Regions from separate parts of the Pan troglodytes genome. Here regions 1 and 3 are each linked to region 2. Evidence: chromatin contacts called from public Hi-C data. All regions are on one chromosome and are shown on one strand. The core of a region is the stretch at or near the end of the contact, and the rest is flanking DNA. Distances in the headings are between cores, read along the strand shown. Region 1 overlaps LOC742042 (collagen alpha-1(VII) chain-like). Region 2 holds the start of MYC (MYC proto-oncogene, bHLH transcription factor). Region 3 overlaps LOC742042 (collagen alpha-1(VII) chain-like).

Region 1 (3,648 bases), core at 768-3,267, 210 kb after region 2:
GGGTTCAATTCTGACTTGCCTGACCAGCTGGTGCCTCATTTTGCTCTAAGTATTGGAGCCTCCAGCTTTATTTTCTTTCAGTGGGAAAGACTGTGAGATTCAGTCCCTCCTTGAAGCTAGGCATCGACTCTCCTGTCCTGGGTGCTGTTTAGGTAGTGGCTGTTCTGAAGTGGCTTTGGAAAGCCTGGAATGAAACTGTCATGTCCAGTGCTGAGATTTGTATAAACTGTCAATTTTAACTGTGATTATTATTCCTTAGGATTTGAGAAATAAAATCTGAGGAGGGAGCAGGGCCTGCCTCAGGGCCTCCTCTCCAAGTTGAGTGACCCATCTTCCCAGGTCTCCTTTTGTTCTGTCTTGAGCCTCTCTCCTGAGGTCCTGAAAGAAGAGAATGTGCTGTTGTAGGGGGCCTGGAAATGTCCCATGGACCATCTCGTGACTCAGTAAGATGATGTGTGTCCTCTGGGGACAGAAGGAGGTCCTGCACAGAGTGTTCCTGCCCGTTGACGCCCTCCCCAGATCCTAACGCGAAGTCTGACACATAGTAGCCTCCCGGTAATCTTAATAAGCAAAAGGACACATTTCTCAAGTGATCTTAGCACCATTTCATGCAATGAATTCCAGCCCAGCCCTTTATTCTGGCCAGCCCTGGTGGGTCCATTAGCTGCAAAAATTAGTCGTGCTCAGTTTTAATGCAAATGACTAAGTATTACTTTATTGTATTGATATATAAAGAAGCTCTCTTTGTATGATATCAAGACCATGAAGAAATTGCAAAGACCATAGGTAGGGTCTACAGCAGAGTTTCTCAGCCTTGGCGCTGTTCATATTTTGGGTCAGATGATTTGTTGTGGGGGCTGTCCTATGTATTGTAGGATGTTGCTCGGCATCTCTGGCCTCTACCCACTGGATGCCAGTAGCTCTGTCAGTCGCAACCCCAGCTTCCAGTTGGGACAACCTAAAGTGTTTCCAGACATTGCCACGTGTTCTTTTGTGGTGGTGGTGGTGGTGGTGTGTGCGTATGTGTGTGTAAAAATCTCCCTTTGTTGAGAACCACTAATCTAGAGACCACCTAATAGGGCTGACATGGGCTCTTCCACAGAGCCTTCTGCTTAAAGAGAGATAGGTTGATGGACAGTTGGATTTAGGGAAAAGAAAACTGAGTTGAGGGTTTAAAGTGAATTTCATCCCCAATGTGGAAGATGAGTGTTCCGTTCCTGGCTGTAGGACGTGGAGCATGTTACTCCACATGTGGGAGAAAAAAATCATCCCATCTACTTCAGGACTTTTGTGTGATTAAAGAGGCAAGATAGTCTAGTGCTTTTCATTCCATGCGCACTCAATAAAAAATAGGGGTTATATTTATGAATAGTAACAAAAAGCCTCTTAAGGAAAATTATTTTGGGCCCTTGTTCAATGTTCAGTTGACCATTTATTTTTAAAGAGATGGGGGTGGCCCAGGCTGGAGTAGAGTGGTGCCATCCTAGTTCACTGCATCCTCAAACTCCTGGGCTCAATCGATCCTCCTGCTTCAACATCCCAAAGTGCTAGCTAGTATTATAGGCATGAGCCATTACACCTGGCCCATTTGACTATTTTTTCTGCTTGATTGTAGAGAAGGGAATGTAAGTCATGAAGATCTAAACTATAAAACCTGCGTGGCTTAGAGGCTGAGCATGGATTGTGGTTTAAGGAAGCCCCAGGTTCAATTTCTGGTTTTGCCACTTGCTAGCCATGGTGAGACCTTGCCCAGCTTTCATACTTTCAGGTTCTTTGTCTGTAAAATGGGAACAATAAGAGTACTGACCTCACCGGGCTGTTGTGCTCCTGGCTGTGCTGCCAGAATGGGCCCTCCTTTATTTGAATCCCTCTGCCACAGTTGTCCCATTTTTTTTTTTAAATGGTGACCCAAGTTCCATTATGGACGATCAGGCATTCAGGGGAAGGAGGGATCCAAAGCAGAGACAAAAGCAGCCAGCCAGCTCATCCCCTCTGCAGCTGATACCGAGGAGGAGGATGACAGTGGGAAGAAGCGTGGCCATATGGCCGGGAGGATGCCTCACTGGTAACAGTCAGCCCGGCCCCTTTGAAGTGGTTTTAAGACCAATTTGGTAACTTGATTTGGAAAGTGGTATCGATGACTCCGAGGGCGCAGGCTGCTCATTAGCTGCTGTCTGGGCCCGGCAAATTGGTTTAAGTGGAATGAAATTGGTTCCTTCCCTCCCCGTGCTCATGGCTGAGGTCCAGGCCCGATTGTAATGGGAACATCTCCTGGGCAAAGGACATAGAAAAGCTTTCCGGGGAGTCTGACCCTCTTTTCATATGTGAATTCTACTTTCCTCTGGGGGTCAAGGCAATAGGCTGATAAAACATAAAAATGAACCTGAAGTGGGTGGGGTGAGTGTGTGTGTGGGAAGTTGGATCAGAGGAGAATGAACAATGAACAGTGGCCGAGTATTTTTCAAGGGCCAGTTAACCATTCCCCTGTTGAGACACTGTGCTTGATGCATTTTTTTTTTCTTTTCTTTCTTTCTTTTTTATTCTCCCATATTACAAACACTGCTGGGAGGAACATCCGCACGTGCTTCCTTGGTCACTTATGTGAGAGCTCATCCAGGATCTATACCCTGAGGCGACTTCACTGCCGTGGAGGCTAAGGAACATTTTCTGTTTTATAAGACGCAATCACATTGCCCTCCAGAACAATCATGCCAATTTACACTCCCACTGACTGTACACAAGAGCCCTGTTTTCCCCCAACTGGTCACCCACATTTGATAGGTCAGAATTTTGCTTTTTGCCAGTCTCATGGGGGTGATGCCATTTCTGGTAGTTCCCCTGATTGCCAGGGGGGTGAGCAGCCTGCCCTCAACTGCTCCATGCTGAAGGCCCTCCAAAGGCAGCATGAATCCTCACAGTTCCCAGCCTGTGCCCTGACAACCTAGGAGGACACGCTGGTCTGGTCCATTGCTTATCTGAAACGATTCCCTTTCCCTGTTCCTTTTGTTGCCTTGAGTGTCAGTTTTGGACCTCCCACTGAGCAGTTTTTTCTGTCATGTAGCCATAGACAGGACTGAGTTCTTTGGAAAATAATCACATCCCACTGTTGTTCCCATCCGTTCATTTTTTCCTTCAACTAACCAACATTATTCAGCACTTTACTCAGCACAGGATGTGGAACCGAAGGCCTGGCTTTTGGGACACTCACCGTCCCCAGTCAGCTCTGTGTCCTAGGGAGAGACCCATGAGCTCTCTGGGCCTCCTTTTGTTTCTCTGTAATAAGGGACTAAAGCTACCAGCCTCGCTGCGGGTTGGAAAAAAGAAAGAGTTAGTAACACATGTGAATGTGTATGAAGGGGTTTAGAGACAGACAAAACATTGCACCAAGGCAGGGCTTGCTGGAGTGCAGACCCAGGAAAAACACTGCAGGCCAAATCGCTTCTGGTCTGTCAGGGTACCAGCCACACATCCAAGGCAGGGAACTTAGGGCGACTGGCCTTTCTGCTCATGCTTACTCTCCCAAGCTTGTTGGGTTATTATCATGCACAAGCCATTCAATCGATTGTATTGGGTGCCTAATATATCAGACACTCTTAGGTGCTAGGGATGTAAGAGCAAGCAAAACAGACATGGTTCTGCCCTTGTGGG
Region 2 (3,563 bases), core at 739-3,238:
GCAACTAGCTAAGTCGAAGCGTAAATAAAATGTGAATACACGTTTGAGGGTTACATACAGTGCACTTTCACTAGTATTCAGAAAAAATTGTGAGTCAGTGAACTAGGAAATTAATGCCTGGAAGGCAGCCAAATTTTAATTAGCTCAAGACCCCCCCCCCAAAAAAAAGGCACGGAAGTAATACTCCTCTCCTCTTCTTTGATCAGAATCGATGCATTTTTTGTGCATGACCGCATTTCCAATAATAAAAGGGGAAAGAGGACCTGGAAAGGAATTAAACGTCCGGTTTGTCCGGGGAGGAAAGAGTTAACGGTTTTTTTCACAAGGGTCTCTGCTGACTCCCCCGGCTCGGTCCACAAGCTCTCCACTTGCCCCTTTTAGGAAGTCCGGTCCCGCGGTTCGGGTACCCCCTGCCCCTCCCATATTCTCCCGTCTAGCACCTTTGATTTCTCCCAAACCCGGCAGCCCGAGACTGTTGCAAATCGGCGCCACAGGGCGCAAAGGGGATTTGTCTCTTCTGAAACCTGGCTGAGAAATTGGGAACTCCGTGTGAGAGGCGCGGGGGTGGGACGGTGGGGTACAGACTGGCAGAGAGCAGGCAACCTCCCTCTCGCCCTAGTCCAGCTCTGGAACAGGCAGACACATCTCAGGGCTAAACAGACGCCTCCCGCACGGGGCCCCACGGAAGCCTGAGCAGGCGGGGCAGGAGGGGCGGTATCTGCTGCTTTGGCAGCAAATTGGGGGACTCAGTCTGGGTGGAAGGTATCCAATCCAGATAGCTGTGCATACATAATGCATAATACATGACTCCCCCCAACAAATGCAATGGGAGTTTATTCATAACGCGCTCTCCAAGTATACGTGGCAATGCGTTGCTGGGTTATTTTAATCATTCTAGGCATCGTTTTCCTCCTTATGCCTCTATCATTCCTCCCTATCTACACTAACATCCCACGCTCTGAACGCGCGCCCATTAATACCCTTCTTTCCTCCACTCTCCCTGGGACTCTTGATCAAAGCGCGGCCCTTTCCCCAGCCTTAGCGAGGCGCCCTGCAGCCTGGTACGCGCGTGGCGTGGCGGTGGGCGTGCAGTGCGTTCTCGGTGTGGAGGGCAGCTGTTCCGCCTGCGATGATTTACACTCACAGGACAAGGATGCGGTTTGTCAAACAGTACTGCTACGGAGGAGCAGCAGAGAAAGGGAGAGGGTTTGAGAGGGAGCAAAAGAAAATGGTAGGCGCGCGTAGTTAATTCATGCGGCTCTCTTACTCTGTTTACATCCTAGAGCTAGAGTGCTCGGCTGCCCGGCTGAGTCTCCTCCCCACCTTCCCCACCCTCCCCACCCTCCCCATAAGCGCCCCTCCCGGGTTCCCAAAGCAGAGGGCGTGGGGGAAAAGAAAAAAGATCCTCTCTCGCTAATCTCCGCCCACCGGCCCTTTATAATGCGAGGGTCTGGGCGGCTGAGGACCCCCGAGCTGTGCTGCTCGCGGCCGCCACCGCCGGGCCCCGGCCGTCCCTGGCTCCCCTCCTGCCTCGAGAAGGGCAGGGCTTCTCAGAGGCTTGGCGGGAAAAAGAACGGAGGGAGGGATCGCGCTGAGTATAAAAGCCGGTTTTCGGGGCTTTATCTAACTCGCTGTAGTAATTCCAGCGAGAGGCAGAGGGAGCGAGCGGGCGGCCGGCTAGGGTGGAAGAGCCGGGCGAGCAGAGCTGCGCTGCGGGCGTCCTGGGAAGGGAGATCCGGAGCGAATAGGGGGCTTCGCCTCTGGCCCAGCCCTCCCGCTGATCCCCCAGCCAGCGGTCCGCAACCCTTGCCGCATCCACGAAACTTCGCCCATAGCAGCGGGCGGGCACTTTGCACTGGAACTTACAACACCCGAGCAAGGACGCGACTCTCCCGACGCGGGGAGGCTATTCTGCCCATTTGGGGACACTTCCCCGCCGCTGCCAGGACCCGCTTCTCTGAAAGGCTCTCCTTGCAGCTGCTTAGACGCTGGATTTTTTTCGGATAGTGGAAAACCAGGTAAGCACCGAAGTCCACTTGCCTTTTAATTTATTTTTTTATCACTTTAATGCTGAGATGAGTCGAATGCCGAAATAGGGTGTCTTTTCTCCCATTCCTGCGCTATTGACACTTTTCTCAGAGTAGTTATGGTAACTGGGGCTGGGGTAGGGGGTAATCCAGAACTGGATCGGGGTAAAGTGACTTGTCAAGATGGGAGAGGAGAAGGCAGAGGGAAAACGGGAATGGTTTTTAAGACTAGACTTTCGAGATTTCTGCCTTATGAATATATTCACGCTGACTCCCGGCCGGTCGGACATTCCTGCTTTATTGTGTTAATTGCTGTCTGGGTTTTGGGGGGCTGGGGGTTGCTTTGCGGTGGGCAGAAAGCCCCTTGCATCCTGAGCTCCTTGGAGTAGGGACCGCATATCGCCTGTGTGAGCCAGAGAGCTCCGCAGCCGCTGACTTGTCCCCGTCTCCGGGAGGGCATTTAAATTTCGGCTCACCGCATTTCTGACAGCCGGAGACGGACACTGCGGCGCGTCCCGCCCGCCTGTCCCCGCGGCGATTCCAACCCGCCCTGATCCTTTTAAGAAGTTGGCATTTGGCTTTTTAAAAAGCAATAATACAATTTAAAACCTGGGTCTCTAGAGGTGTTAGGATGCGGTGTTGGGTAGGCGCAGGCAGGGGAAAAGGGAGGCGAGGATGTGTCCGATTCTCCTGGAATCGTTGACTTGGAAAAACCAGGGCGAATCTCCGCACCCAGCCCTGACTCCCCTGCCGCGGCCGCCCTCGGGTGTCCTCGCGCCCGAGATGCGGAGGAACTGCGAGGAGCGGGGCTCTGGGCGGTTCCAGAACAGCTGCTACCCTTGGTGGGGTGGCTCCGGGGGAGGTATCGCAGCGGGGTCTCTGGCGCAGTTGCATCGCCGTATTGAGTGCGAAGGGAGGTGCCCCTATTATTATTTGACACCCCCCTTGTATTTATGGAGGGGTGTTAAAGCCCGCGGCTGAGCTCGCCACTCCAGCCGGCGAGAGAAAGAAGAAAAGCCGGCAAAAGAAGGAGTGTTGGGCGGGGGCGGTACTGGGGGTGGGGACGGGGGCGGTGGAGAGGGGAGGTTGGGAGGGGCTGCCGTGCCGGCGGGGGTAGGAGAGCGGCTAGGGCGCGAGTGGGAACAGCCGCAGCGGAGGGGCCCCGGCGCGGGAGCGGGGTTCACGCAGCCGCTAGCGCCCAGGCGCCTCTCGCCTTCTCCTTCAGGTGGCGCAAAACTTTGTGCCTTGGATTTTGGCAAATTGTATTCCTCACCGCCACCTCCCGCGGCTTCTTAAGGGCGCCAAGGCCGATTTCGATTCCTCTGCCGCTGCAGGGCCGACTCCCGGGCTTTGCGCTCCGGGCTCCCGGGGGAGCGGGGGCTCGGCGGGCACCAAGCCGCTGGTTCACTAAGTGCGTCTCCGAGATAGTAGGGGACTGTCCAAAGGGGGTGAAAGGGTGCTCCCTTTATTCCCCCACCAAGACCACCCAGCCGCTTTAGGGGATAGCTCTTCAAGGGGAGAGGTTCGGGACTGTGG
Region 3 (3,449 bases), core at 358-2,857, 130 kb after region 2:
AGCTGCCTGGTGACCTGGCAGGGATGGCTTAAGTAGGCAGGGTTTGCAGATCAGCAAGATAAAGGGGCTTGCATAAATTCACATGCCCATGGCTTCTCCCTCTGACAGCGCAGCCCTGCCTCCGGCTGCCTGGCCAGGATGGCGTGTTGGTGCATTAGGGACCCCTTCCCCTCCTGCCCTGCTGTTTGAATTGTTGGTGTATTGGCGTTCTCAGGAGCCCTTTACAAGTACCCTTAGGCCCCAGATGACCTACTCCTCAAGCTGATCATATCTGCTGGCTGTGTCCCTGCTCTGGGCCCAGCACCCTCGTGGTTTTCCATAACACATATCCCAACTCCTGCTGATGGGACCCTCATGAGCTGTCTGTGTAGGGAGCATGGCTGCCCCTGGGTCTTCTTTCCTGCCCCTGACCCACAGGAATAGGATGTGGCAGAGTGGGGGCCAGAAGACAGAGATGCTGATGCTCTCTGAGCTGAGGCCCACTGCTGACCTGCTGGTGGCTTGTCCTGCTCTTGGATCATAGGCACTGGGACATCCTGCCTTCCTTCAGTGTCCCCTCCCACTCCCTCTCCTTCAGCATCAGAGGAATGAAGGAGGCCTGGAGGAGTAGCCCCTATCTAATAGAGACAGGAGTGGGCTGGGTGAGCATGGGGTGGTCGCAGGGGGAAGGGGATAGGGGATGGAGAGAGGAACCTGCTATCTGGTGGGTTCCAGGATGGTGACAGACAGTGGCAGAAGCAGTGCAGAGACCTTAGTTTGTGTTGGAGGCTCAGTTAATCACTGGTGAAGGCAGACATCACTGCAGGAGACCAGACTGTTATGTATTGTCTGTGCATTCATATTAGTACACAGGGAAGATCTTGGGCTCCGAGACCTAGGCAGATCTTGCCTCCCGTCCGCCGACCCTCCGCAGATGCTACACATTATGCCGGGTAAACACATCATCAGGGAGCCTTGGGCCGTGTTAGAGGAAGGCTCCTTGTGCCTGTGAGGAGTTTGCACTAATGCTATGTGTGTTTGTGTGTAAGGCTTGCATTCACTGATTCACTGTAGAGGATGACTTGAAACCCAAGTCATCAGCTGGGCAGTGCATGGGCTGCTCGCCTGAATGGTGAAGCTCTACCAAGTGGTTTCCACCTAGGGCCTGGCTTAGCTGGCCTCAGATGCCCTTCTCAGTTCTGCTCAAGTCCTGCCTGCGGCCTTCCTCGGGCTTGCTTGCCCAGAATGCTAGGAATGGCCAGGGATGCTGCCCGGGCATGTGTTTGGCCTCAGCCAAGGTCAGGCTGTCAGGAAGGAAGAAGGGGGAGGGGCACACTTGCCTGGGAGGGTGGAGGAGGAGGAGTCCAAGCCGCCACAGCCTGGCAGTCCTTTTTTGTGCAAAGAAGACCCATCAGCTCCTCTGCCTGGAACACCCCCATTTACTCCTCCGCAGTTAGAGGGGTGGGAGGTGAGGAATTTTGTGAGGGGAATTATCTCTGATCTTGATGTGCACATTCCTCGGCAGTATCCCGGGCTTGGCCAGCTTGCTGACACCTAGCTGGAATAACAATGAGCGATGCTTCTGGAGGATGCTCCGCTGGGGAGGGCTCTGCTGAACCAGCACTTACTCCCTGCTTTTCCATCCTCACTCTGCCTTCCTGTCTGACAAAGGCCGGGCTATTGGGATGGTAATGCCCTCTGGGCTGGCCTTGATTGAAGGTAAAAAATGAACTTCGAGGACAGCCCCTGTGGCTGTGCAGTCTCATTTTTTATGCAGATATGTTGGGGGATGCAGAGACATGGTGGCGGGTGGGGTGGGGAGAAGGGGACTGGGAAATCTGAGACCTGAAGCTAAGATCTGAGGTGTCATCCTTTATGGAGCATCTCCGGATGAAAATGTCCCAGAGGCCCTAGGTCACTCACCCTCTGCCCCCTAATAAAATCACTGTTGCTGCCTCCTGCTGAATCTGAAGTATGCCTTCACTGAGGGCAGGACGTCCATCTCAACTATTATCAAAGGAAAACATAACAAGAGGCAACAGCACGGCCCCTGGGGCGTGAGGCTCCTTCCTCTGTGATCCTTCTGTCCTTGTCTGCCAGTGTTTTTTTCCTTGACTTTTAAAATAATCTTTTTCTTATTATGAAATAGATATTTATTTTGCTTAACAAAGAATTCTGTAGTCCTTCTAGAAGCTAGGTAACTCTTCTAAGTCCTTTGCAAATATTAACTCATTTAATTTAATCCTAGAGCAGTTCTGCCAGGTGGTGGGAAGACAGAGAGGTTAGGGTCCACCTTAGCGCTAGCTCTCTGAGCTATAAGGCCTCAGGGTCTGTGGCATTCCCTACTCACTGAAAAGAAGGGAATTTAGAACATGAGTTCCACCACCCAGAAATGAAACAGTGTTCATTTCCAGAATCCAGGCATATGGTTGATTTTACCAATTTCCTATCACTTGAATCACAGTTTTTTTTGTTTGTTTGTTTTTGTTTGAGATGGAGTCTCACTCTATTGCCCAGGTTGGAGTACAATGGTATGATCTTGGCTCACTACAACCCCGACCTCCTGGGTTCAAGCAATTTTCGTGCCTCAGCTTCCAGAGTAGCTGGGGTTACAGGTGCATGCCACCACACCCAGCTAATTTTTTTGTATTTTTAGTAGAGACGGGTTTTCACCATGTTGGCCAGGCTGGTCTCCAACTCCTGACCTCAGGTTATCCACCCTCAGATTATCCACCCTCCTACACCTCCCACAGTGCTGGGATTACAGGTGTGAGTCACTGCACCTGGCCCACAGGTTTTTTTTAATAGTCCTGTGTGTATAATTTTGCATCCTATTATTTCTCCTTCCTTTTAACATATATATATGTATGTATTATCTCTTTACTTTTTAAAAGTTTCTCAGACTTTAAGAATTACTTAAAATTTCCCAAAACAAACCCACAGGCACTGCTGTGATCTTCAGGCACACTTTGGTATTCAGGAGTTGCTTCTGCTGGACCAAAGTCAATAACAAGTAGCTTAAGAAGCTGTAGATGGCAGAGATAATATTGACTGGAGGCTTAGGGGTCTGGTTCAGGGTGGACTCAACAATTTTGCAAGTTCTATATTGTTAAAATTACAATGAATTATTTATAAGCAGTTGTTAGTAAATCATGAAGTTGGCATTATTATTCTTTCTTTATTTATTTATTTTGAGATGGAGTCTCGCTCTGTTGCCCAGGCTGAAGCGCAATGGCATGATTTCGGCTCACTGCAACCTCCACCTCCCAGGTTCCAGTGATTCTCCTGCCTCAGCCTCCTGAGTAGCTGGGATTACAGGCATGCACCACCACACCCGGCTAATTTTTGTATTTTTAGTAGAGACGGAGTTTCATCATGTTGCCCAGGCTGGTCTCGAACTCCTGACCTCAGGTGATGCACCCACCTCCTCCTCTCAAAGTGCTGGGATTACAGGTGTGAGCCACCACGCT

Evidence for each region. A called contact is a pair of places that touch in the nucleus more often than the background predicts.
Region 1: a Hi-C map of stem cell-derived neural progenitor cells shows a contact between it and region 2, with 5 times the contacts expected there. The contact joins the enhancer-like site here to the promoter of MYC in region 2. A contact is called at or near these places in 2 of 7 Hi-C or Micro-C datasets (blood and stem cell-derived neural progenitor cells) and 1 of 1 datasets of contacts at active chromatin or transcription factors (stem cell-derived excitatory neurons).
Region 3: a Hi-C map of stem cell-derived neural progenitor cells shows a contact between it and region 2, with 3 times the contacts expected there. The contact joins the enhancer-like site here to the promoter of MYC in region 2. A contact is called at or near these places in 1 of 7 Hi-C or Micro-C datasets (stem cell-derived neural progenitor cells) and 1 of 1 datasets of contacts at active chromatin or transcription factors (stem cell-derived excitatory neurons).

Annotation. Positions count from the first base shown.
Region 1 is chr7:138,225,189-138,228,836 of NHGRI_mPanTro3-v2.0_pri, forward strand. The region is part of intron 5 of LOC742042 (collagen alpha-1(VII) chain-like); the gene reads left to right. Among named protein-coding and RNA genes, the nearest start is that of MIR1205, 15 kb to the right of the region's middle. Within about 2 kb of position 2,018, at least 3 of the 24 cell types and tissues checked have an H3K27ac peak or open chromatin away from gene starts, as enhancers often do. A contact at or near this core is called in stem cell-derived neural progenitor cells, where this site is marked.
Region 2 is chr7:138,016,850-138,020,412 of NHGRI_mPanTro3-v2.0_pri, forward strand. MYC (MYC proto-oncogene, bHLH transcription factor) reads left to right here and starts at 1,989. Exons shown (of 3, transcript NM_001142794.1): 1 at 1,989-2,018. The coding sequence starts at 1,989.
Region 3 is chr7:138,148,619-138,152,067 of NHGRI_mPanTro3-v2.0_pri, forward strand. The region is part of intron 3 of LOC742042 (collagen alpha-1(VII) chain-like); the gene reads left to right. Among named protein-coding and RNA genes, the nearest start is that of MIR1204, 72 kb to the left of the region's middle. Within about 2 kb of position 1,608, at least 6 of the 24 cell types and tissues checked have an H3K27ac peak or open chromatin away from gene starts, as enhancers often do. A contact at or near this core is called in stem cell-derived excitatory neurons and stem cell-derived neural progenitor cells, where this site is marked.